Linked DNA regions of Mus musculus: region 2 is linked to region 1. A link is a contact called in public promoter capture Hi-C data. All regions are on one chromosome and are shown on one strand. Each heading gives the region's core, a stretch centred on a gene start, on an enhancer-like site or on the middle of the called end of the contact. The rest is flanking DNA. Distances are from core to core; before and after follow the strand shown. Region 1 overlaps Flnb (filamin, beta). Region 2 overlaps Dnase1l3 (deoxyribonuclease 1-like 3).

Region 1 (3,613 bases), core at 338-2,837:
TTTTAAAAGCTCAAAGCCCATCCCAGGCCACACCTCCTAATCCTTCCCAAACACTTCTACTAAGTGGGGACCAAGCATTCAGATATACGAGGTTTTGGTGGGCATTTTCATCCAAACCACCACAGTTTGGACAATCATTTTCCTTTTTTAATTTTTTTTCCCTACTGGCTCCTTTGCTCTTCACCTTTTCTTTCATTAATCCATTCTTTTTGTCTCTTACAATATCCCCCCCCCATTTTTTTTCAAATTTAAAGCATGTGTGTGTGTACGTGTGTGAGAGTGTGTACCTGTGCACATGTGTATATGTGTATGTGAGTCACACCCCATGTGTAAAGGTCAGAGGATAGTTCTGGGGGGGTAGTTCTGTTTTTTTCCACCGTGTATGTTGTAGAGATGGAATCTGAGTCATCTTCAGGCTTGGCAGTGGGCATCTTTACTTGCTCGGGCATCTTGCCAACCTTCTTTGTTTTTTGTTTGTTTGTTTGTTGTTTTGTTTTTTAAAGGATGTATTTGTTGTTATTGCATGTGCGAGTGAGTACTTGATTGGCCAGGGCAGGCATGCATTGTCACATCACATCACTTCAGGAGATGCTGGAGGACAACTTGTGGGAATTGGTTCTCTCCTACAGTTTGGTCTTAGAGATTGAATTTGGGTTGCCAGGTTTGCAGGGCAAACACCTTTGTCTGCTAAGCTATCTCACAACCTTCTTTTAAAGGTTTTATTTATTTCTTTTGATGCTGTGTGTATGTGCTTATGTGGGGGGGGGCAGGTAGGACGGCTTTTTATATGAGTGCTGGGGATTGAACTCTGACCTCCATATTTTAGAGGCAAGCACTTTTCTTGACTGGGCCATTTCCCCCTCTCTTTTCTTGCATGTTTGCTTTTGCCTTGTCTGTATAAGAGATGGCCTTTGAAAGAATTGTAATATGCTGATCACCTTTTTGTTGGCTCTGACTGGCCACAGGAAGATGTTTCTCTCCTGCTCTCCAGACAGGCAAGGTGATCTGTAATCCCAGGTGCTTCTCAGGTTTAGAGGCTCATTTGAGCATGAGTGTTTGAAACCAGCCTGGGCAACATAGACTCTACCAGAAGGGGGAGGGGAGGGAGGTAACATTTGAGAGTCTGAGGCAGGTGAATTCAAAGCCAGTCTGGGCTCCAAAGGAAGTGAGGGACAACCCTCCCCCCACAACATTCTCCCTCATGTAGTTGTGGGGTAGAAAAAGACACTCTGGTGTGTCTAGCTCCTAGCAAGCACCCAGGAAATGATAGCTGATTCTGTCCATAGCACTGGTTCCACTTTATCTTGCAAAAACAAGTGCATTCTGCTAATGTCCTGGGTGCAGCTCCTGCTGTCTTGTCAGGATTTAGTGGAAATTAGGAGCAGTAGGGAGCTAGAAAGACAAGAAGGTCTTTCCAGTATCAATCTCTGCAACCACAAGGCCATGCTGACTGCCTTGCATGCTTTCATGTGGATCAAAGTAGCAAAGTGAGCCATCTGTTTCCACCCAGCACCCGGATAGAAGACTAGCAGTCCAGGACTTGGCCCTGGGTATCAATTTCTCTCACTTTAATCCAGGCTCTTATGTCTGGGACATTGTAGGGCAGCCTGTGCCACCTGGCACCAGCACTTTCACTGTCCTAGGTATGCCCTTAACCCTAGCACAGTCCAACCTTGTGCTATGAAGCTTATGGTAGTACTTTAACAGTAATGCTCGGGAACTACCCTGAAGATCCCTGAAGGTTGCTGGATCGGGATGGGCGTAGGAGGCTGCCATAGTGAATTCTGTGGATTCTAATGTAGGAGTGGATCTGGGAAGTGACTGCAGTGTCCTCAGTTCTCCCCGCTACCAGGCTGAAGGGATGTGTTTGCGTCTTGCTTCCTCCATTTGCCTGCTGATTCCATGGGTAGGTTAGACTCCTGACTGATAGGACAACATAATAATCATCATTTTCTTTTCTGTGCCCAGGGAACATCCAGCCCTTTTCCCAAAGGTAGAGTTGGTAAAGGTTCTTGAGTGAGGAAGGCAGATCTGTTTAAGCACAGGAAGGAATGAGTCAGTCAACGGGGCACAATGGCTTTTGTTTCTCCAGCTCGGGCAGGTCAATGTATCAATAGCATCAGCAGCTGTTTAGCCAAGGCTCAGGCTAGCTATTCTTTCTTTTCTTTGGTTTTGTTGTTGTTGTTGTTGTTTTTGTTTGTTTGTTTGTTTTTGGCAGGGGTGGGGTGGGTTTGGTTGTTTTGTTTTGTTTTGTTTTGTTTTGTTTTGTTTTGTTTTCCGAGACAGGTTTCTCTGTGTAGCCCTGGCTGTCCTGGAACTCACTTTGTAGACCAGGCTGGCCTCGAACTCAGAAGTCCGCCTGCCTCTGCCTTCCAAGTGCTGGGATTAAAGACGTGGGCCACCACTGCCTGGCTCCATGCTAGCTATTCCTATTCCCAGGTCTATCGCTAAATTCATTAGGACCCCCTTCTCTGACCTTACTTTTGTGTCTGTAAAAAAACAAGAACGGAATGAGGCCAGCCTCTCCTGGACTCACTCTGGACAGTAAAGGAGCCACCTCCCCTCTCCTACTTTTACATTCTATGGCGGTGTCCATTTCATCCTCACTTAATTTTATTTCCGCCTGCAGTTGACTCACTTTTACAACAGATGTAATTGAAAAGGAGACTTTGTGTCACTATCATAATGGAAAAGCAACATCACTGAGTAAATGGAAGGTAACCATAAATAAACCCAAAACAGTGTTATAAAGTAGCAGCCAGCTTGCCTCTGCTCAGCAGGAGGCCTCTCTGCTTGTAGTAAAAGGGGGAAATGAGCAGCTGAGCTTGTGGAAAGTAACCATGAGCGCACTAATGCTAAGCCCTTCTCCTGGCCTGCTCAGACCTGATGGAGGACTGGACCTGCGGGGAGAACCACATCTCTGATGCATCATGACTGGTAGCCACGCAGCTCTGATTACATTAGTAATTTACAGTGGTTTCCCCCTTTATCTGTGGTTGGAGACCATGGAGATAAACAATGAGTAAGTTTTAAGTTGTACCCCGAGCTGGAGGTGGTGTCTCACCCCTTTAATCCCAACACTTGGAAGGCAGAGGTAGGTGAATTGCTGAGGTCGAGGCCAGCCTGGTCTATAGAGAGAGTTTCAGGACAGCCAGGGCTACACAGAGAAACCCTGTCTCAAAAAACAAGCAAACAAAAACCAAAACAAACAACAAACAAAATTATACCCTATTCTGAGTATAGATTCTTACACCACCCACGTCATCCTTCCGGGACAGATCCATTCAATTGTCAGGAGGGTCTACGTCCCATTTATTTATTCTAAGTCTGCTTTGTAAAACATGATGTAGGTCCAAGAAGCAAACTGAAAGATTATTTGCTGCGATACTGTTTGTGTTAAGTTTTATTTGCATGTGTATGCAAAACCAATACATATATATATATGTTCATGGGAATGACCGCTAACAAATTGTGTGGTTGCCAGGCTGTATGTGTGCCGTAACTGGGGCATACAGTCCAGGTACACAGCTGGTTGTGGTAGTGCATTTGTTAAATCCCAGCCCTGGGGGTTGGGGTGGGGGGAGGATCTCTGAGAGTTTGAGGTCAGCCTGGT
Region 2 (3,613 bases), core at 834-3,333, 150 kb after region 1:
TAGTTGCTTTGGTATCTCTCTGTGTCCTATTGTATGTTTTGAGGGCAGAAACTAAAGCCTAACACTCAGTCCTTAGAGAGTCCTAAGGGAGGCAGTCCTAAGAGTTAACTGTCTTTCTCCACCCTATACCACCAACTGTTGGAAGTGCCCCCATGACATCTCCAAGGGCCAAAGGAAGAGAATTTTAACATCCCACACTACAGAGGAAACAGCTTATTTCCTTTTTTGTGCTATTGTTTGAGATGATTGCTGACTTTCGAGTTTTCCTTAAGAACAATTTATTTTGATATCTGCAATTAGGGTTTCCCTTGAGATTAAGGTACACAGTCAAGGACAGAACATCATCTCTGACCTGCATGGAGTGACTTACAAACTCAATTCAGCTTGGTTTGAAAGCACCATTAGCCATGGAAGGAACAGGTTAGACTCTAACCCTTAAAGGGATCGGATGGGCAGCTCTAGGCCACCAGCCAGGAGCTTGAAGCATTAGGGGTCAAACTTCAATCTGCCCTTCTGAAGGTTCCTCATCCAAGGTTTCTTCCTCGGGGTCTATTGATCGATAGATGCTCAATATACTCTTGCTGAATGCATGGGATTTATCATTTGTCCTGGAACTTACAAATAAGCAATAAAATACACTCCTGGGCTTCTTGATGGTCAGTTCTGGCCAGCTGTGTCCACACTTGACTCATTTCATACCTTTAGCAGAGGAACTAAGAAGGAAGAGGGACTCTCAGCATCATATTCCGAAAGGAAAAAAAGAGGAATTTGACAGGAGAGCCATCTGAGCCCTTCCGCATTTACCAGGTCCTTCCTCAAACCCTCAGCTCAGAGCCTTCCAAATGGAGAGGTGATGGCTGCCTTGAGGAGCAGCCTCCATATTGCTTCTCCTTTTCATGATCTTGCCTCTGAAACACTCCTGACCTCTCTACCTCACAGTTCTCAGCTGTGAATTGGGACAACTTGTAGAATTGCTTATGTGTGGCAGGCTGTACACATGTGCAAGCACACATATAGGCATGCTTGTGGGGGCCAGCCTGCAACCTGGGGAGTGTTCCTTAGGTGCTGTTGCTCTCTCTCTCTCTCTCTCTCTCTCTCTCTCTCTCTCTCTCTCTCTCTCTCTCTGTATGTGTGTGTGTGTGTGTGTGTGTGTGTGTGTGTGTGTGTGTGTGTATGGGGGTTGTCTATTACTTTACGGTTTCTGGGGATTGAATTCAGTCCCTCGTGTTTTCAGGGCAAGTACTCTATCAATTGCACCTCTCCCCAGCCCCTGTTTAGATTATTGAGAAGATTAAACTCACTTGTTCTTGTGTAGTCCCAGCACACTGCCTGGGCCCCAGTGCCCAGTGCTGACCTCCATTATACATGCAGCAGAGCATGGATTCCCAAGGCCTGTTGGGACAGGCCCAAGCAGCTTTAGCAAGAAGGATGTTTAGGGCTGAAGATACGCCTAGGAGGAGGCAGTGAATCTGTGGAGGCTCGCACATACCCTGTCCCTTTGCCCTCCTACTCAGTAACTGGGTGTTGCTTGATGGAAACAAACAAGCACCAAGAGCCTCACCTCTGTCTTCCACTGGCTTCTCACATCCGTGTAGACATCGACCAGCTCATCTATCTCTTTAACGGAGGTCTCGGGAGTTGTGTGCAAGGGGACAATCACGAAGTCCTTGACAGCTGAGGAATGGCAAATAGGAGGTGGCACAGTGAGAATTCTGGTTTCTTTTTTAAAACACGGAAATATTATGAGAATATGTTTTTGTCTTAATCCCAGGTGTGAGATATGGGGCTGTTTTAGTTTGACCACAGCCTCTGACTGTGACTTGTCTCGTGCTCTGTGAGGGGTGTGATTTTGCCAGCTGCAGATAGATTCTGATTTGGAATTCTGGGGACTTTTCAGAGGGGTATATAAAAGTTAGGTCCCCAAGAGGCGTAGTTGGTTGTTGGCCCATTGCTGATTGCTGCTAGTCACAGTTTGTTAAGTAGTTGTGTGCAAGAAAGAAACAACAAGAAGACCTTAGATATCCTGACAGTGCAGATCAAACTTGTTCCAAGGAACTCAACACCCCTAAACAGCAGGAAATAGTCTGACAACCACTTCCTGTTAAGGGCCCACTAATACTGCCTGAGAAACTGTCCCTTCTAGGAGGCACTGCTACATGTGGAGGCTGGAGACAGGCTCCAGCCAGTGGCTGGGACTTCAGGACTTAGAGCCACCAGGACACTTGTTTTCTTTTAGGACATAGAAGACTCCTCCCTCCCATCTGTACTCTCTCCAGTTAAAAGGAAGCTGGTGGCACCTGCTGGCACTGTGCGTTCTCTCTTTCCTCTCCTTCTTTTTCCTTTCTTTTTAAATGTGTGTGTGTGTGTGTGAATCTATATGTGTGTCTCTGTGTGTGTTATCTCTGTGTGTGTCTGTGTGTGTATCTGTGTGTGTGTATCCGTGTCTGTGTATGTGAATGAGTGTGTGTGACTGTGTGTCTGTTTGTGTGTCTGTGTGTGTATGTTTGTGTGTGACTATGTGTGTCTGTGTGTGTGTGACAAATCACATTGAAGAGTTGGTTTTCTCCTATGTGGGTTCTGAGGGTCTCACCTGCTCTTTCTTTTTCAAAATTTTTCTCTTGGTTTATTTGGAGTAATAAAAACTGTTTATGTTTTATGGCAGTATCATTCTTTTCTAAGAGTAATAAATTCATCTGGGTGGGGGGGCACACATCTGTATTCCTAAACTTGGGAAGCTGAGACAGAAGGATCAGAAGTTTCTCAGGCAGTATTAGTGGGCCCTTAACAGGAAGTGGTTGTCAGACTATTTCCTGCTGTTTAGGGGTGTTGAGATCCTTGGAACAAGTTTGATCTGCACTGTCAGGATATCTAAGGTCTTCTTGTTGCCTCAAAAATGAAAAGGGTGACTTAGATCAGACAGACAAAAGGTAACTTGTGATAGGGCCTTAGTGACTACTTTGTTTAAAGTGGCCTTCTGGGGCTGTAGGTGTCCAAGGTGACTAAGGCAAGATGAATGCCCGGCATATGTGCATTTATTTTGCTTTTGTCTCCTCTGCTACCTTAAACTTTGGCTCCGATTCTGAGTTGACATGATCACCATTTAAGGAGTCAACAAGTCTCTCATCCCCTGAGACTGAAGACAGATGTTCTCATCATTCCAGAAACAGTGAACCCTGCAGGCAGGTCAAGCCCTGTCGGAAACCTAGGCAGAAACCCCAGGTAGTAGCAATGTCCTCCAGGACACCCAAGTTGCCCCCTGGGGCCAGTCACAACACTCATGTGACATCATGACCAGGACTGCTGACCAGTGTCCAGCTCTACCTCCCCTGGCTTCTCTTCTTTGCTGCCTCTCTCTGCTTTCTGGGGGTCTTGCCAGAGTCCCCCAGGACAGGGCTCAGGACACTGCCACCTGCTTCCTGCTGTTGCCACAGCAGCAATTGTGCCTTTCTTGTTTCCCCACCACCATCTCAGGTGGGACTCTTGGGGTGCTAGGTGCTAGGTGCCAAGTGGCAGACCTGATTTTTTGTGAGTCCTAGACCCTGACTATGGACTCTGATAATATGTTTGGCTTTTGTACTAAAAAGAAAATGAAAAATGGAGGCTGGCAAGTTTA

The links. Capture Hi-C pulls out chosen DNA fragments and counts their contacts.
Region 2: a contact with region 1 is called in a promoter capture Hi-C map of adipose tissue. The contact joins two enhancer-like sites. A contact is called at or near these places in 3 of 484 Hi-C or Micro-C datasets (CD4 T cells, the CH12 cell line and bone marrow-derived macrophages), 10 of 115 datasets of contacts at active chromatin or transcription factors (craniofacial prominence, double positive thymocytes, embryonic hindbrain and 7 more) and 2 of 9 other capture datasets (adipose tissue and pancreatic islet).

The regions. Positions count from the first base shown.
Region 1 is chr14:7,830,809-7,834,421 of GRCm38.p6, forward strand. All of the region lies in intron 1 of Flnb (filamin, beta), which reads left to right. Among named protein-coding and RNA genes, the nearest start is that of Flnb, 15 kb to the left of the region's middle. Within about 2 kb of position 1,588, at least 73 of the 459 cell types and tissues checked have an H3K27ac peak or open chromatin away from gene starts, as enhancers often do.
Region 2 is chr14:7,975,563-7,979,175 of GRCm38.p6, forward strand. Dnase1l3 (deoxyribonuclease 1-like 3) reads right to left here. Exons shown (of 8, transcript NM_007870.3): 5 at 1,562-1,674. Among named protein-coding and RNA genes, the nearest start is that of Dnase1l3, 17 kb to the right of the region's middle. Within about 2 kb of position 2,084, at least 30 of the 459 cell types and tissues checked have an H3K27ac peak or open chromatin away from gene starts, as enhancers often do.